Linked DNA regions of Macaca mulatta: region 1 is linked to region 2. A link is a contact called in public Hi-C data. All regions are on one chromosome and are shown on one strand. Each heading gives the region's core, a stretch centred on a gene start, on an enhancer-like site or on the middle of the called end of the contact. The rest is flanking DNA. Distances are from core to core; before and after follow the strand shown. Region 1 holds the start of BLOC1S4 (biogenesis of lysosomal organelles complex 1 subunit 4). Region 2 holds the start of GRPEL1 (GrpE like 1, mitochondrial).

Region 1 (3,601 bases), core at 627-3,126, 350 kb before region 2:
CCGTGCCCGGTCATTTTGAGTTTCTGATTCGCCTCTCCAAAGGAGGCAATCAGATATGCATTTATCTCAGTGAGCAGAGGAGTGGCCGTGAATAGAATGTGAGGCAGGTTTGCCCTGAGCAGTTTCCAACTTGACTTTTCTTTTAGCTTAGTGATTGTAAGATTTATTTTCCTTTCTCAGGTTGGAGGGAAGGAGATGCCACACTACCTTTTATGAACTAATGTCCAAATCATACAACATCGCTTCTGTCTTCTTCAGTTTATTATGAGCAAGTGAAGTCACTAAGTCCAGTACATACTCAACAAGAGGGAATACACAAGAGTGAGAATACCAGGAGGAAGAAACCACTGGGAGTCATCTTGAAGGCTGGCTAGCAATCACAGTTTGTCCTCTGACTACCAATTCTTCATGCCATTTTAACATGCTAACCACACTCCCCTCCATCCAACGTCCCCAAAAGATACATTTTTAAAAATATAATGTAGTTTTAAGTATTACTATCCTATTGTCACATCAGCTTTAAGTCCAGAATTTTGTCTTCTAAATTAGATCAGATGTAGATGAGGCTTTCTGAGCGTAGTTCCTTAAATTCAGCTCTTAGAGTACAATTCTTCTTGATCTGTAGACTTTTGAAGCTAAGGAGACAAGTTCTCCGCCCCCATGCCTCGAATACACAATTGTGGGGCCAGCACAGGATAATCACTACAGACCTGTTCCGCTACCACTACCACTAGATAGCCACTACCACTCCTGTTCAAAAAGGGGGAAATTGGAAGTACAAACAAGTTACCAGTCCATGGTAACTCTGCCATCCAGTCTCAAGGTCTAGGACTCCATGACTCCCAGTTCTACCATCTGGGCTCCTGGTTATACTTCCTTTTTCATGAAATGTACCATGTGTTTGCTAATGAGTCTTTTTCTCAGTCTGATTCCTGCTTGTAGAAGTTTGGGGAGAGGGGCTCCAAAGGCCTTTCCCTTCCAGTCCAATCTGCAATGTTTGTGTCAATATAATTATCTTTAAAAAACTTAATAGGTCTCCTGTGAATCTCATCAGGGTTCACTCCGTTAGACAAAAGTGCAACCTACAAATCCCTTTGAGATAAGTCCATCTCTATCTATTTTGGGGTTCTGCTAATACTGAGGAACAAGCCTTAAGCCTTCTGGAGGCCCTGTGGTTTGATTGATGGACTCAAACCAAAGTCCATCAATTTTGTTTGATTGAGCCACACCATTAATCTCTTTAAGGAGCTGTTAGTCTAAGTGAATGGTATCCTGAGGCACAATCTTTGCTTTTTATGAGATTTTAAAGGATTTTACCGTCAAATCTCAACTTCATCTTTGTTTTCTTCTGGCAGTACCCTGGATTTGATATTTGCTTGGAAAGTATTACTATTTCTTAGTTTTACACCATTTGCAATCAGACGAAGCTGAGGACTTTAAAAATCATCCAAAGTAGTCAAGGTGCGTCCCTTTTGTGTTTCGTCTTGTTTATCTCATTTATTTTACTATAAACAGAAAAAGGAAATGAAAGAAGGGAGACTTTCATGGGTGTTGGACATGTCCTAACAGTTGGTCTGGATAGAATATGCATGGTTGTATGGATGTGTACAAAGTCATCAATGTGCACATTTAAAATATATGCACTGTGTTGTATTCCTGCTACACCTTCGCTAAAAAAAAAAAAAAAAAAAAAAAAAAAAAGGTTGAATGTGAGCGCGGGCGTGAGAAAACCGCAGCGCGCATGCGTGAGCGTGAACGCGCTGGGAGGCCGGAAACAAAGGTGGGTGCGCGTGCACAGACGCGCTCTCAGGCCGCCGGAAGCAAAGGCGTGAGCGCGCGTGCGTGCGTGTGCGTGAGCGTGAGCGCGCGGAGGTCGGAAGCGGGCGCTGCATAGCAAGGTGGTCGCTATGGAGGGTAGCTCCTCAGATAGCGGAGCGCCGCCCGAGGGGCTGGCGGAAGAGGCCGAGCCTCAGGGCGCCGCCTGGAGCGGGGACAGTGGCACTGTGTCCCAGAGCCACAGCAGCGCCTCGGGGCCGTGGGAGGATGAGGGCGCGGAGGACGGTGCGCCGGGCCGCGACCTGCCGCTGCTTCGCCGCGCCGCTGCGGGCTACGCCGCCTGCCTGCTGCCTGGGGCCGGGGCGCGGCCCGAGGTCGAGGCCCTGGACGCGAGCCTGGAGGACCTGCTCACCAGAGTGGACGAGTTCGTGGGCATGCTGGACATGCTTCGCGGCGACTCTTCCCAAGTCGTCAGCGAGGGCGTGCCGCGCATCCACGCGAAGGCCGCCGAGATGCGACACATCTACAGCAGGATCGACCGGCTGGAGGCCTTCGTGAGGATGGTGGGCGGCCGCGTAGCCAGGATGGAGGAGCAGGTCACCAAGGCCGAGGCCGAGCTGGGCACCTTCCCCAGGGCGTTCAAGAAGCTCCTGCACACGATGAACGTGCCCTCGCTCTTTAGCAAGTCTGCTCCCTCGAGGCCACAGCAAGCCGGCTACGAAGCCCCCGTCCTGTTTCGGACCGAAGACTACTTCCCTTGTAGTGAAAGGCCTCAGCTCTGACGGCCTGACCACTGCGGCAAGAGGACCCCAGCTGAGGTGCTTACCTCCAGTATGAAGTGAATTGCAAATCCTGCTCATGGACATACATGATGTTGGAGTGTGGGATTTCAGGGTTTACTTTCTGCACACACTCCGTAGTGTATTCATGATTCAGTGTAGAATGTATAGACTTTATGCCTCCCAATTTTAAAAAAAGAGACGGGGTCTTGCTATGTTGCCCACACTGGCCGGAAACTCCTGGACTCAAGTGATCCTTCCACCTCAGCCTCCCCAGTAGCTGGGACTACAGGGTCGCCTCCGCGCCCAGCCTGTGTCTTCCAGCTCTAATCAGAAAGCTGCTTGGCGAGGGCATGGGGAATCAAACTGAATGAACTTGCTCTGCACTGTGGCAAAACTGTTATTTTTATGGATTTTACTACACGGCGTTACCTTTTCAAGATTTGTATGTTTGTATAATCATAAGAAAATTGAGCCATTAAAGCCTTGTTATTATTCAATCCTAGTAGTCATTCAGTTTTCTGCACCCTACTCTTAGGGTAAATGGTACATTATTTAAGATTAAACATCCTGTAGCGTGGATTGTAAACCAAAGGAAATGGTACAATTTCTGAGAAAATATGTTGATTTTTTGTGACTAATTCCAAAGTTGTATTTGAACGTATGACCTCACAGTCTTGATTTGTCCATAGCAAATATATATATGTGTGTGTGTGTGGGTTGCCAATTTTGGTTTATAATTTAAATATTAATAGAAATTTTAAGTTTTACTGGACATGATTTCCTTCTGAAAAGAATTTCACATATTGGCTTGTGTTTGTTCGAAATAGGCGTATTGCTCATATGCTTTTGGTAGTGAGATAAAGAAGAGGGGCTTGAGTATACCTCCTTTAGAGAACTAATGCGAAAAGCTATAGCTTCTGTTTCAGAGCATGGTATATTTCTTTCCCCTTGAAATGGAGAGTTAAATCATTTGTGTGAGTGAATGGTATTAGGATTTTCTTGCAGATACAGTAGTCTTTTTTTGAGATTCAAATCTATTTCAT
Region 2 (3,637 bases), core at 11-2,510:
TGAGAGCTATGACTACCAGTCAGCTCTCCTCCCTTTCCCTAGTTGAGCATCTTTCCACAGAACTACCATTCTAGAGACAGAAATGATGATGACTCGGTGGTCGCTTTCCTGGCAATTAATTCCAATACAAAACCACCAATTACTTTACCAAATTCTTTTTACTCAAGTATTCCACGTGGGTCGCTGCTCTTGGCTCCTATGTTTTTAAGATATAATTTATTAAGCTCGCACTTACCCCTTAATCACCTCGACTGAAAGTGATCTTCACCTCACCTACCTGCTCTCTTTCAGGGAAAAACCGCTTCTCGCTGCCCAGCTTTTGGCCAATTTGGCCCTCAGTGGCTTCTCTAATCAATAACTTGGTTCTAGGCAGCTCCTCCAGCAAGTACTTGCCATACTAACTTCTGAGGTAGAACTTTTAAAAAGCAGAAGCAGCAGGTTTGAAAAAAAAAAGGGCACTGACTCTCGTGGCCCTCAGGCCCGAAATGTGCGCTTGTCTCAACAAACTCTTCGTCCAGCAGCGGCACAGGCTCGACTGCTCTTTTGATCTCAGACGCTGGAGAAGGTGGAGTGAAGGAATTCGAGGCCGAGTGGAAAAAGCCCGTGAACGGGCAACACGCACCTTGCGACACGAAGTTTCCCGATCACCGCTGTGGCCCCGGCCTCGAGCCGCCGCACGGAAATGAGTAACAGCTCCTGCCTAGGGCACACCCGGCCGGGCTCGGCCTCGCTGCGTGACCTTGGACAAGTCTCGGGCTTCTTTGGTCGCTTTTTCAACCACACAAGTTGCGGCTGCCTCTGCGCCCGTGAGCGCCGAGGTCGTGAACGCGCGCGAGGCGTCGCCGCTGGCCCTGGACCACACGCGCACGTGGACCACCGTACCTTCCGAGCCAGACGCCCCAGTGCTGCGGTACTCTCCTGACACGGCGCCCGCCCACTCCACCCTTCCCGCCCAGGTGGCCATGCTCGGCCTCTCCAAAGCCCCGAACGGAGAGCCTGGCCGCAGAGCAGGCCCCAGCGGGGCGATCCGCGTCCCGCAGCGGGGAACCGCGAGCCTGGGGATGCCCAGCTCCGGGGCCGGGGAGGAGGCCCCGGGGCCAGGAAAGGTCCCCATCGGAGCGGGAGGTCGCGCTCCCACCTCAGCTGAGGGAGGCCAAGTGCCCCTTACCTGAGAGACAACGCCAAAGCCGGAAGACTGCGCCGCGCCAGCCTCACGCACTGAGCCGCCATGATTGCCACTGCCTGCCGCCGCCGTCGCCGCGCACGCACCAAGCGTGCGTGCAGGCAGCTATACCCACTTTTCCGCCCTACTACTTCGCCTCAGCCAATCCGTAACCGCTTTTCCTGTTATGGACAGGCAATAGTCACCAATAATTGTGGGTCACGGAAGAGCATTTCCACCCCCTCGGTGGGCGGGGCCTGAGGCTTACCGGCGGCCGCGAAGAGGTGAAAGGTGAAGTGAGCATTGGGAGGAGCCTCCAGTAGGCGTGGCGATGCCGGGAGGAGCCAATGAGGAGGCAGCGTGAGGGGGTGGGCCCAGAGCCCGGGTTGGGGCGTGCGCGTTGCGAGCCGGCAGGGGCTTCGGAGCCGGGGTTTGGGTAGGAGCCCAGTGCCAGTTTCCCGTTTCCCGGCCTGCACCCGCCAGTGCGCTGACACTCCGGGCCTCCCTTTGCTCTGGGAACGAGCGTGGGGAGCACTGTTCACCCTCACACCCTGGCTCCAGATCGGCGCGGAGCACTCCATGTTTGCTAAATGAAACTGAAGCCTCGGCGCGAGCGCCACCCAAACGGCGGCGCAGGTGCTTGAGAAATAACCGCGGAGGCAACCGCTTGGGAAGGCGCCCCCACCCCGACCCTGCTTCTCCGGGCGCCCGAGGCGGAGAGGAGAAGGCGCTGGGGTCTCCGTCTCAACCAGTGAGTTCTGGTGAAACGGGAAACAAAACCCAGGAAGCAAATGGGACAAAATGTTGGCGGTTTTGATGCTGGATGATGGGCATATGGGCGTGTGTTTTGTACCTTTCTGTTATCTTCAGTTTTCTCAAAACACGAAAAACAGACTAAGAACAGCGTATAGAAAACATTGGGGCACAACTAAAGCTCATAAATGCACACGTCTTCATAACCTGACCGAGGTCCGTGCTGCTGTAGCGCATACCCCCAAGAGCAGAGGTGCTGGAAGAGCAGGGGCGGCGTGTTCTCATGGTCCCGGTGCCGGCCCCCAAGCGGGATTCCCGTGGGAGATAGGGCCTGGCTCCCGCTTCAGCACAGCGTGGCCTGGAGTGCAGTTCTGACTGCCAAGATCTGAGGACTGGAGCCCGTGCCCTCCCCAGGATCCCAGACTTAAGAGTCCCTGCCCTCCCCGGGATCCCAGGGCTCGATCCTGTGCCCTTCCCGGGATCCCGCGGGGGAGCCCATGCTCTCCCCAGGATCCCAGACTTAGAGCCCATGCCCTCCCCAGGATCCCAGGGCGCGAGTTGGTGGCTTCTCAAGTGGTGTGTTGCCTGCTTGTTACATTAGTGAAAGTAGGACCATTTGAGTAAAGGACCAAACTTTTATTCTTTTGCTTTTCTCCCATTGAAACCATTCAACCCATGCTGATTAACACCTACTGTTTGCCAGGTAATATGCCCCTTGCAGAAAGACGCAAAAAAATAAACCCCAAATGTGGGATGTTGTACAGGACAAATGACCTTGTCAATTAATACCAGTAATTAAGATAATAGTATAATTATGATGATAATATAATTAATTGGAGCCTGGAGGAAAAAAAAGAAAGTGGAACTGAACTATTAGAGAATAAACGAGCTTAAAAGATGCCATTGAATTGAATGCGTGGAACTTATTTGGATCATGACACAACAAACCAGCTTAAACGAGGCATTTGAGAGATAGGTGGGGGAAATTGGAATATAAACCGGGTATTAGATGGAAACTGGGAGTTATCGATACTTTTGGTAGGGAGCAGTAACGGCTGGTGGGTAAAATGTCCTAACCTTTAGAGATGCAAACGGAAGTATTTACAGTAAATTGCCCCTATGTCTGGTATTCACTTTGTAAATTCTCCGTGAAAAAAAATTCAAGGACAGGTGAAACACAAGTGGCAATTGTTAGTAATGGTTGAAGCTGGGTGATGAATGCCACAGGAGTTATGACGATTTTCTTTTGCATGTGTTTGTAGTTTTCTGCAATACAATTTATTTTATTTTATATATATATTTTTTGAGACAGAGTCTCATTCTGTTGCCCAGGCTGGAGTGCAGTGGCGCGATCTCGGCTCACTGCAAACTCTGCCTCCCGGTTCAAGTGATTCTCATGCCTCAGCCTCCCTAATAGCTGGCACTACAGGTGTATGCTACCACACTTGGCTAATTTTTTGTCTTTTTGGTAGAGATGGGGTTTCACCATGTTGCCTAGGCTGATCTCGAACTCCTGAGTTCAAGCAGTCTGGCGTCGTCAGCCTCCCAAAGTGCTAGGATTACAGGCATGAGCCACCACGGCCAGCCTTTCTGCAATAAAATTTAAAACAGTGTCTCGGCCGGGCCTGGTGGCTCACTCCTGTCATCCTGGCACTTTGGGAGGCCGAGGCAGGTGGATCATCAGAGGTCAGGAATTCGAGATCAGCCTGGCCAGCATGGTGA

The links. Hi-C and Micro-C count contacts between places; a contact is called where the count stands out from the background.
Region 1: a contact with region 2 is called in a Hi-C map of cortical neurons, with 3 times the contacts expected there. The contact joins the promoter of BLOC1S4 here to the promoter of GRPEL1 in region 2. A contact is called at or near these places in 8 of 14 Hi-C or Micro-C datasets (CD4 T cells, blood, cortical neurons and 4 more).

Annotation. Positions count from the first base shown.
Region 1 is chr5:6,320,819-6,324,419 of T2T-MMU8v2.0, reverse strand. BLOC1S4 (biogenesis of lysosomal organelles complex 1 subunit 4) reads left to right here and starts at 1,876. Exons shown (of 1, transcript XM_001091640.5): 1 at 1,876-3,055. The coding sequence starts at 1,908. The coding sequence ends at 2,558.
Region 2 is chr5:5,966,792-5,970,428 of T2T-MMU8v2.0, reverse strand. GRPEL1 (GrpE like 1, mitochondrial) reads right to left here and starts at 1,260. Exons shown (of 4, transcript NM_001261551.1): 1 at 1,169-1,260. The coding sequence starts at 1,230.